Linked DNA regions of Mus musculus: region 1 is linked to region 2. Evidence: chromatin contacts called from public HiChIP or PLAC-seq data. All regions are on one chromosome and are shown on one strand. The core of a region is the stretch at or near the end of the contact, and the rest is flanking DNA. Distances in the headings are between cores, read along the strand shown. Region 1 has its middle 5.1 kb from the start of Adra2a. Region 2 overlaps Rbm20 (RNA binding motif protein 20).

Region 1 (3,793 bases), core at 215-2,714, 330 kb before region 2:
AGACGGCTAATACTTCAGCCCCAAGTCAGGATTCAGCTATGCTAACTAATCCATGGATATAGGTATAAGACTGCAATGGTTTGAATGAAAACCGCCCCCAAGGGTTCACAGGGAGTGACACTATTAGGTGTGGCCTTGTTGGAGGAAGTGTGTCACTGGGGGTGGGCTTTGAAGTTTCAGAAACTCAAGGTAGGCCACTCTCTCTTTAGATCTGGATGTAGAGCTCTCAACTACTTCTCCAGCACCAAGTCTGCCTGCACGCCGCCATGCTTCCTTCCATGACAACAATGGACTAAACTTCTGAACTGCAAGCCAGCCCCAGTTAAGCGTTTTCCTTTATAAGGGTTGCCATGGTCATAGTCTCTTTGCAGCAATAAAACTCCTAGACAAAGATCCTCTCATTCTTTTGTTGTTGTTGTTTTTCCCTAAAAGAAATATTTAAATCAACAGAGGTATTCTAATTGTGTCAACTAGATGATTGACAAAAAGTGAACACTGCTTAAGGCAAACAGTCTCAATGTGTCTTCAAGTTACAGCTGGTTCCAGTGTCAGACAAGACCCAAATGTGCCTTGGCATCTCGGCTACTGCTATAGCTTAAATACAAAGTGTTCCACGCAGGCTTTTGTGTTGACAGTTTGCTCCCGGGCTGGTAGCACTATTTTGAGAGGTTGTGGCAATGTAAAGAAGTGAGAGCCTTGGCTGAAGGCAGGAAGTCACTGGAGGCAATGCCTTTTGCTGCAGTTAGAAAGCAGCACGTCCTCCCACAGGCCCACGTGTTTGCCCATTTGGCCTCGGTTGACAGCAATGTTTAGGGAGTTGTGGATCCTTTAAGAGGCGGAGCTTCATTGCAGGAAGTGAGTCTTTAGGGAGGGAGGAGGGAGGAGTCACTAGAGGGAGACCCACACCTTCTCTGAGCTTTCACATAACTTCCCCATCATCCTGCGCTGATGCCTTTAGCATCCTGTGATTATTGCAAGTTGATAGGAGGCAGAAGGAAAGAGGCCTCTTCCAGGGGTGTTTCATAGAGCTGTCTTCATCTGCTCTCATGCCACACCGTGATGCCAGATCTCTGTGGCTTGTTCACAAGCTTCAACAATAAGCCCTGCCTCTGACCTTGTCTTTCCTGGCCTGGAAACTAGAGCCAGGTGGTTTCCTATCTGTGAAAGCCTCCAGCCAAGACCAGGAAGATATCAGTGGGTGCCAGGATCAACTCTACTCCAAGGATGCCAAGGAAGGTTGGGCTCTCTGCAAACTCTTGGCTGCAACCTTAGTCTACCTAACATGTTGTGCCTTGGCTAAAAGTGTGACCCTGAAGAGTTTGTGTGTGTACACACACAAAGCATAACGTTGCCTACCTCAGGTTCCTGGGACATTCCTCACAGATAAGTGCCTGCCCCACCCAACCACCTAAGGAATAATGTTCTGCTTTGTCCAGACACACAAGGAAAAGCAACTCCAGAACTGGCTATGGTGAGCAATGGCTATTTGTTCTTGCACTTGACACGTGAGATAGGGCACCAGCCCGTGGGTACAAAGGAGACATTTGTCACCTACAGTAATAACTCTTAAGCTAACATTCCATTAATCTAATTAGGTAAAGTGAATCACCCCTTCATGTTTGCTTAAAGAAACCATGGAGACAATATGCCTGAAACACAGGGAAAAACAGAAGGGGGAACAGAGACGAGGGGCGGGGGTAGGGAGGGAAAGGGAGGAGAGAGGGAGAGAATATGAATCTGGCTATGACTATTACTAAAATGATCTTTTCCCACTCTCCTCAGTCCACAGCACCAAGAACAGCCCGCCCTTGCTCAGGAGTCCCTGCCTAAAAGGTCCTGAGAGGCACTTCAAGTGAGCCATTGATAATTTGGACTTGGGAGTAAAAAGGCAGAAGTTCTGGCCCTGCTTCTGCCATTTAATAATTTTATTTATTTGACTTTGCTGAGCCCTAGTTTCCACATGTGGAAAAAAGGAAATAGTTGTACACAGCACACACACGCTTTTAAATAGAGATTAAATGTGTGAATGCATAGACAATATTCAGCTTAGAGTTTGGCTTAATGGCTGCAAAATATACATTGCATATTGTTTTGTTTGTCTAGCAACACTTTCCCCTTTAGTCTTAGCCATGGAGTTAATAAACCAAACCAGCGCTAGAAATATGAAGTAAAGCAAAACTAAGTGGCATTAATGGGCTTACCACAGTTGGTTTACATCGGTGTAGCATTTGTGTAAAAGGTAAGAGTGTGTATAACAGTTGATGTTCATATTCAAGGAGATGCGCAGGGCTCCTTACCCCAGAGAAGACGTACAACACTGGTAAAATCCAGAGAAGCGGTGACATTGGGCTTGGCAGGGAAAGCCTCACAGCAGGCCATCTGCACTATAAAGTCTGTAACAGATGGAAATTAGGAATCACCTCTTTTGGAGGTCACTCACCCGTTGACAGTTGTGCCTGGATCTGGAATCCGGTGTGGACTAGACTCTAGGAGTGGGTGGCAGAGGGAAAGAGGGGAACCCAGCCATTAAAGCTGAGGTAACTTAAGCTGGGGGAAAAAAAAGACGTCAACACTTCCAAGGGGTGTTCTTCTACAACTACGCTAACTCTACCTGAAATAGAACAGTAAATGGCTTGATTAAGGTAAGTGAGATCTGGTTCCATCCCGGGGACAGAGATAGATTTTGGGCAAGGTGGATGCAGCATTTCATACAGTCTCAAAGGGGCGGAGACATCCTCTTGGCTCTCCTCGTTTTCTCTCGTTTCCTCCTTCCCTCCCCAAAGGAAGGAGATGAAGCAAAAGCACAGGCTAATAAATATAAGGAGCCAACCAGTTCTCAACATGTCTGGGGAGAAGTCACCATATGTCTGTCCCAGCTGTGTCCGGTTTTACAGCTGTGAGGCAGAGCAGTGGGTCCCTTCTTTCTCTTCCTCAGACTGAGTGACTCCACAGCCCACACAGCTACTACCTTCTCTACTCTTCCAGTTGGTTTCCACTCTGTTCAATCAGAACACTTGGCTGGAATAACTGATGCAAAAGCTTTCATTGATAGTAAAACCATATTGATCATCTCCATGAGTCAGGTCCACTGACGAAAATCACACACAAAGCGTACTTCGGTCTGTCTTGAGGACTCTTTTGGATACTCAAAATATAACCAAGCTTTTATGAAGAGCAAAGAGTAGTGGGGCACACACATTTAACCCTAGAACTTTGGTTAGGGCAGGCTAACCTAAAGTCAAACCCAGCCTTGTCTACATAGTTAAGAAAAAGAGGAGGAGGAGGAGGAGGAGGAGGGAGGAGGAGGAGGGAGGAGGAGGAGGAGGAAGAGGAGGAGGAAGAGGAGGAGGTAGAGGAGGAGGAGGAGGGGGAGGAGGAAGATTTCCAGCAATGATGGTACTTTTAAGATCAGATTTCAAGACAACTTTTTATCCAATCATGTGGAAATAAACAAAATAGAAAAAATTTAAAAAGATGCAGCTCCCCCTGCAACAGAAACATTCAATGAAGCAAATATATCACAACAGCCTGCCTCCCTCCCTCTCTCTCACCAGACATTCAAGTGAAAAACTAAGCATTATAACTAAAACATCCAGAAAACACAAAAGGCAACAACCTAAACAGTAAGCCTTGGTAGCCGGGTTAAAAAGAAAAGACAAAATTAAAGAAACCCACATGCGAGGTCTTTCCCCTTCATCCCCCCGATCCTGCCTTCTAGGTCTTAGGCTGGAATTCAGCAGTAAGTGTGAGCAACTGAAAAACATGCAGAAACTCCATTCTTCTTTGCAGAGAA
Region 2 (3,548 bases), core at 197-2,696:
CACCAGCTTCCTAAGCAGTCCTGACAAGGGAGTGAAATGTCCTCAGCTACATATCACTTCATTGCTCAAAGGCTGTCACAGTATGGTCATCGGTGCATGGAGAGAGAAGGTGGCCATGACTCTCTCCTATCAAGCAGGTACTCACAGAGCAGAGGCATGGCACCCCAACTCAATATCTTTCATACAAAAAGATGGAAAGAATCGGACCCCTGGGTGTGGTGCTTACATGGTAAGCATTGCTGCTCCTCGCCTTGCAAGCAGGAAGCCTGGGCTCCGATCTCTGGCACCGCCAAACTGGGAATGGAGACACAATCCTAGCATTTAGGAGAATAGAAGGTACATGAGTTCCAAGTTATTCTAAGCAATAGGGCTATAGTTTGAGGCTAGCCTGGGCTGCATAAGGCCCTAACTCAAAGGAGGGCGGGAGGAGGTTACAGAGCTTGAATTTGAGGAGTGGGAAGAGGAGAGGTATTTTGTAAGCTCTTGTAAGCAAACGCTGAGCAAGTCACCTCTTCAGAGGAGCCCACCTCCTTCAGCCACAGGATCACCTCTTCCTGAAAGTGGCAGAGCTGGGGTCAAGTAGGTCCAGCCACACTGAGCTGAGCCATGCTTGCTCTCCCCAGCACCCCCCCCCCCAGCATCCATCCTTCCATTCCCAGGTGCCATGGGCAGTGTGTAGGAGCCCAGGCTGGTTTGCTGCGAATGTCACTCCCAGGGTTGGCCAAACACCCTTGGCAGGTTCTGATTCACAGCTGACTGTGAGACTCTGAGAGACCCAGGCTATCCATCATGCAGACTCTCAGAGCAGAACAGAGGAGGCTCCTGGCCCCCTTTGCATGGCCTGAGCTCCTCCTCCGGATTTGAAAGCCACACCCCAGGGATGAGGAAGAACCTGGCAGCGGACAGTGGCCTCTGGAGACAGAAAAGGAGGCATTTTATGAATGAGCCATTTAGACAGGAAATCACCCAACAGGGCTTCCCGGGCGGACCCATTCCACCCCACTCTGTAAATTCCTTCATCACATCTGCTTGGAAGGAGGTGACACACCCTAAAAGCAAACCCACCGCCCACTCCCTGGCTCCTGCCCCCATCGAGGACATTTAGGGGTTGTGCCAAGCAAACTAATCCTAATTGCTTCCCTCCAGAGCAGCCTGTGTGACAACAGGTGCCAGCTGACAGACCATGACTCCAAGTTTGTGGCTTTCGTTGTTTTTAAATTAGCTTAAGTAATTGTTTTCAAGTCATTTTGCCCTTCCTCGGAAGCTCAGATGAGGAGGTGAGAGGCACCAATGCTAATCTAGAGACGGAACAGTCCTCTGCCACCTGTGGCACCAGAGGACATGAGCTGTGAGTGACAATAGCCAGATGATCCACTCTGGGCCATCTGCACCATGCTGATCTGCCTGAATGGGAAACTGGTGGGCGCGAGCCCAGTCTGTCAGGGCTTCTGGAAGGCAGTGCAGCCACACACTAGCCATGCACTAGGCTTGGACCAGCCACACCCTGTCTGTGGAAAGCCCCAGCTGCAAACATGTGGTTAGACCATCTTTCCATCTGGTCTTCTGATAGGACCTAAAGGTTCATGAGGGACTTTGATACCCATGCTGTGGGGCAAACACTGCAGAGATGAAGCTAAGGGGTTACAGGATGTACCTTGCTAAAGAACAACACTAATAAATGTTGCCATGATTGTTAGCAGGAAAAAACAGACAGCCAGCAACATCTTTTGCTGTTGATTCAGCCAGCAAACAGCTTTCGAGTTCGTCCTATGCAGTAGGCACTGCATCCGATGCACTAAGACTTTCTCATTCTTACCCTGACTCTCAGAAGTCAGGAGCGTTTGCCAACAGAAACAGAAGTTTCTTCTGTACTCTTTCTTTCCTAATTCACTTTGTTTGTTTGTAGTCCTGCAGAAGTTGGGCAAAAGTGTTCTTCCACTAAACCACACTTCCAGTCTGGAGACTCATTTTATAGACTAAAAAAAATTGAGGCTTAAGAAAGCCAGAATTTCTACCCAAGTCCACTAGGTAACTTATAGGATAGAATGTTTCCATCTCGGAGAAAACTGTTACACCACAGATACACCCATTGGGTGGGTGAAGTGGCTGGCTCCGTGGATTAAGGCACTTGCCTCCAAGTCCAATGACCTAAATTTGATCTCCTGATCCCATGGGGTGGCAGTAAGTTGTTCTCTAAGCTCCACCAGTGCACTATGGCACACGTGCACACACAAATTGATACTTTACGCATACTCACAAAATAAATAATTTTTAAATAAATCAATCAGTGAGATGTCTCAGCAGGAAAGGGGGCAAACCTACGACCTGAGTTCAATCCCATGGTAGAAGGAAGCATCAATTCCAGCTCTAAATTCCACACCCGTGCCAACACCCATGCCTGAACATACGCATGCGAAATAAATAAGTGTACACTTTAAAAAGTTATTTTACTATTTTATGTGAGTGGGTGTTTTGCCTGTATGTCTGTCTGTGCACCACAGATAATGGACACATTATCCTGAGAGCGGGAAGGGAACACTGGAGCCCCTGGAACTGGAGATTCTGAGCCATTGTGTGGGTGCTGGGAGTCAAATCTGGCCCTCTGGGAGAACAGGCAGTGCTCTTAGCCTCTAAGCCACCTCTCCAGCCCCAACTCCAAAAGCAAAAGCAAAACCTCTTAAATGCATAGACTCTAAAAAATAATTTCACTTTTCCCAAAATCCCAAATAGCGCAAACACGTCTTCAAATGCTACCAACCTAACCCTTGACCTCATTCGTTAAAAATTTTACAGAGCGCTGGATTTTAATAAAAGCTTCACATTTTCAGAGAAATTATTTTTTTTACAATATTTTAACTTCTGCTTTTGTTTGTGCCACTTATAGCCCCAAAATTTGAAAACCGAAATTGAATCAGATGCTAAATAAATAAATAATGCTGGTTGATTCTATAAAAGCCAATTTTGGTTAGGTCCAGGACTCAAAGCCAAGGGGCTAGAGAGATGGCTCAGTGGTTCAGAGCACTGTCTGCTCTTGCAGAGGACCTGAGTCTGGTTCCCAGTACCCACAGGATAGCTTATAACCATCTGTAACTCCAGTTTCAGGGGATCCAAAACCCTCTCCTGAGCCCCACAGACATCAGGCATGCATGCAGTGTGCATACACACCTATAGACAAGTGCTTAGACACATAAACTTATTAGTAAAACCTAGAGGAAAAAAAATATACTTACACTCTTGTCAAAACTAAGGACAAGATCTTGGTCTGTTCCATAGACCACTGGTTCTCAACCCATGGGTATGTCCCCTTTGGGGGGGGGTGTCAAATGACCCTTTCACAAGGGCCACACGAAACCATCAGAAAACACAGATATTAACATTACAACTCACAACAGTAACAAAAATTACAGTTTGGAAATCGCAATGACAATAATGTTATGGTTAGGGCCCACCACGACACGTGGAACTGTATTAAAGGGTCTCAGTATTAGGACGCTTAAGAACCACTGCTACAAACCCTTTTGTAGATCTGAAATTCTTAGATAAAGCAA

The links. HiChIP or PLAC-seq counts read pairs in DNA pulled down with a chosen protein or histone mark.
Region 1: a FOXA1 HiChIP or PLAC-seq map of pancreatic cancer cells shows a contact between it and region 2. The contact joins two enhancer-like sites. A contact is called at or near these places in 1 of 39 promoter capture datasets (hematopoietic stem and progenitor cells), 3 of 115 datasets of contacts at active chromatin or transcription factors (embryonic stem cells, kidney and pancreatic cancer cells) and 1 of 9 other capture datasets (liver).

Annotation. Positions count from the first base shown.
Region 1 is chr19:54,038,237-54,042,029 of GRCm38.p6, reverse strand. No RefSeq gene overlaps it. Among named protein-coding and RNA genes, the nearest start is that of Adra2a, 5.1 kb to the left of the region's middle. Within about 2 kb of position 1,464, at least 29 of the 459 cell types and tissues checked have an H3K27ac peak or open chromatin away from gene starts, as enhancers often do. A contact at or near this core is called in pancreatic cancer cells, where this site is marked.
Region 2 is chr19:53,708,934-53,712,481 of GRCm38.p6, reverse strand. All of the region lies in intron 1 of Rbm20 (RNA binding motif protein 20), which reads right to left. Among named protein-coding and RNA genes, the nearest start is that of Rbm20, 33 kb to the right of the region's middle. Within about 2 kb of position 1,446, at least 48 of the 459 cell types and tissues checked have an H3K27ac peak or open chromatin away from gene starts, as enhancers often do. A contact at or near this core is called in pancreatic cancer cells, where this site is marked.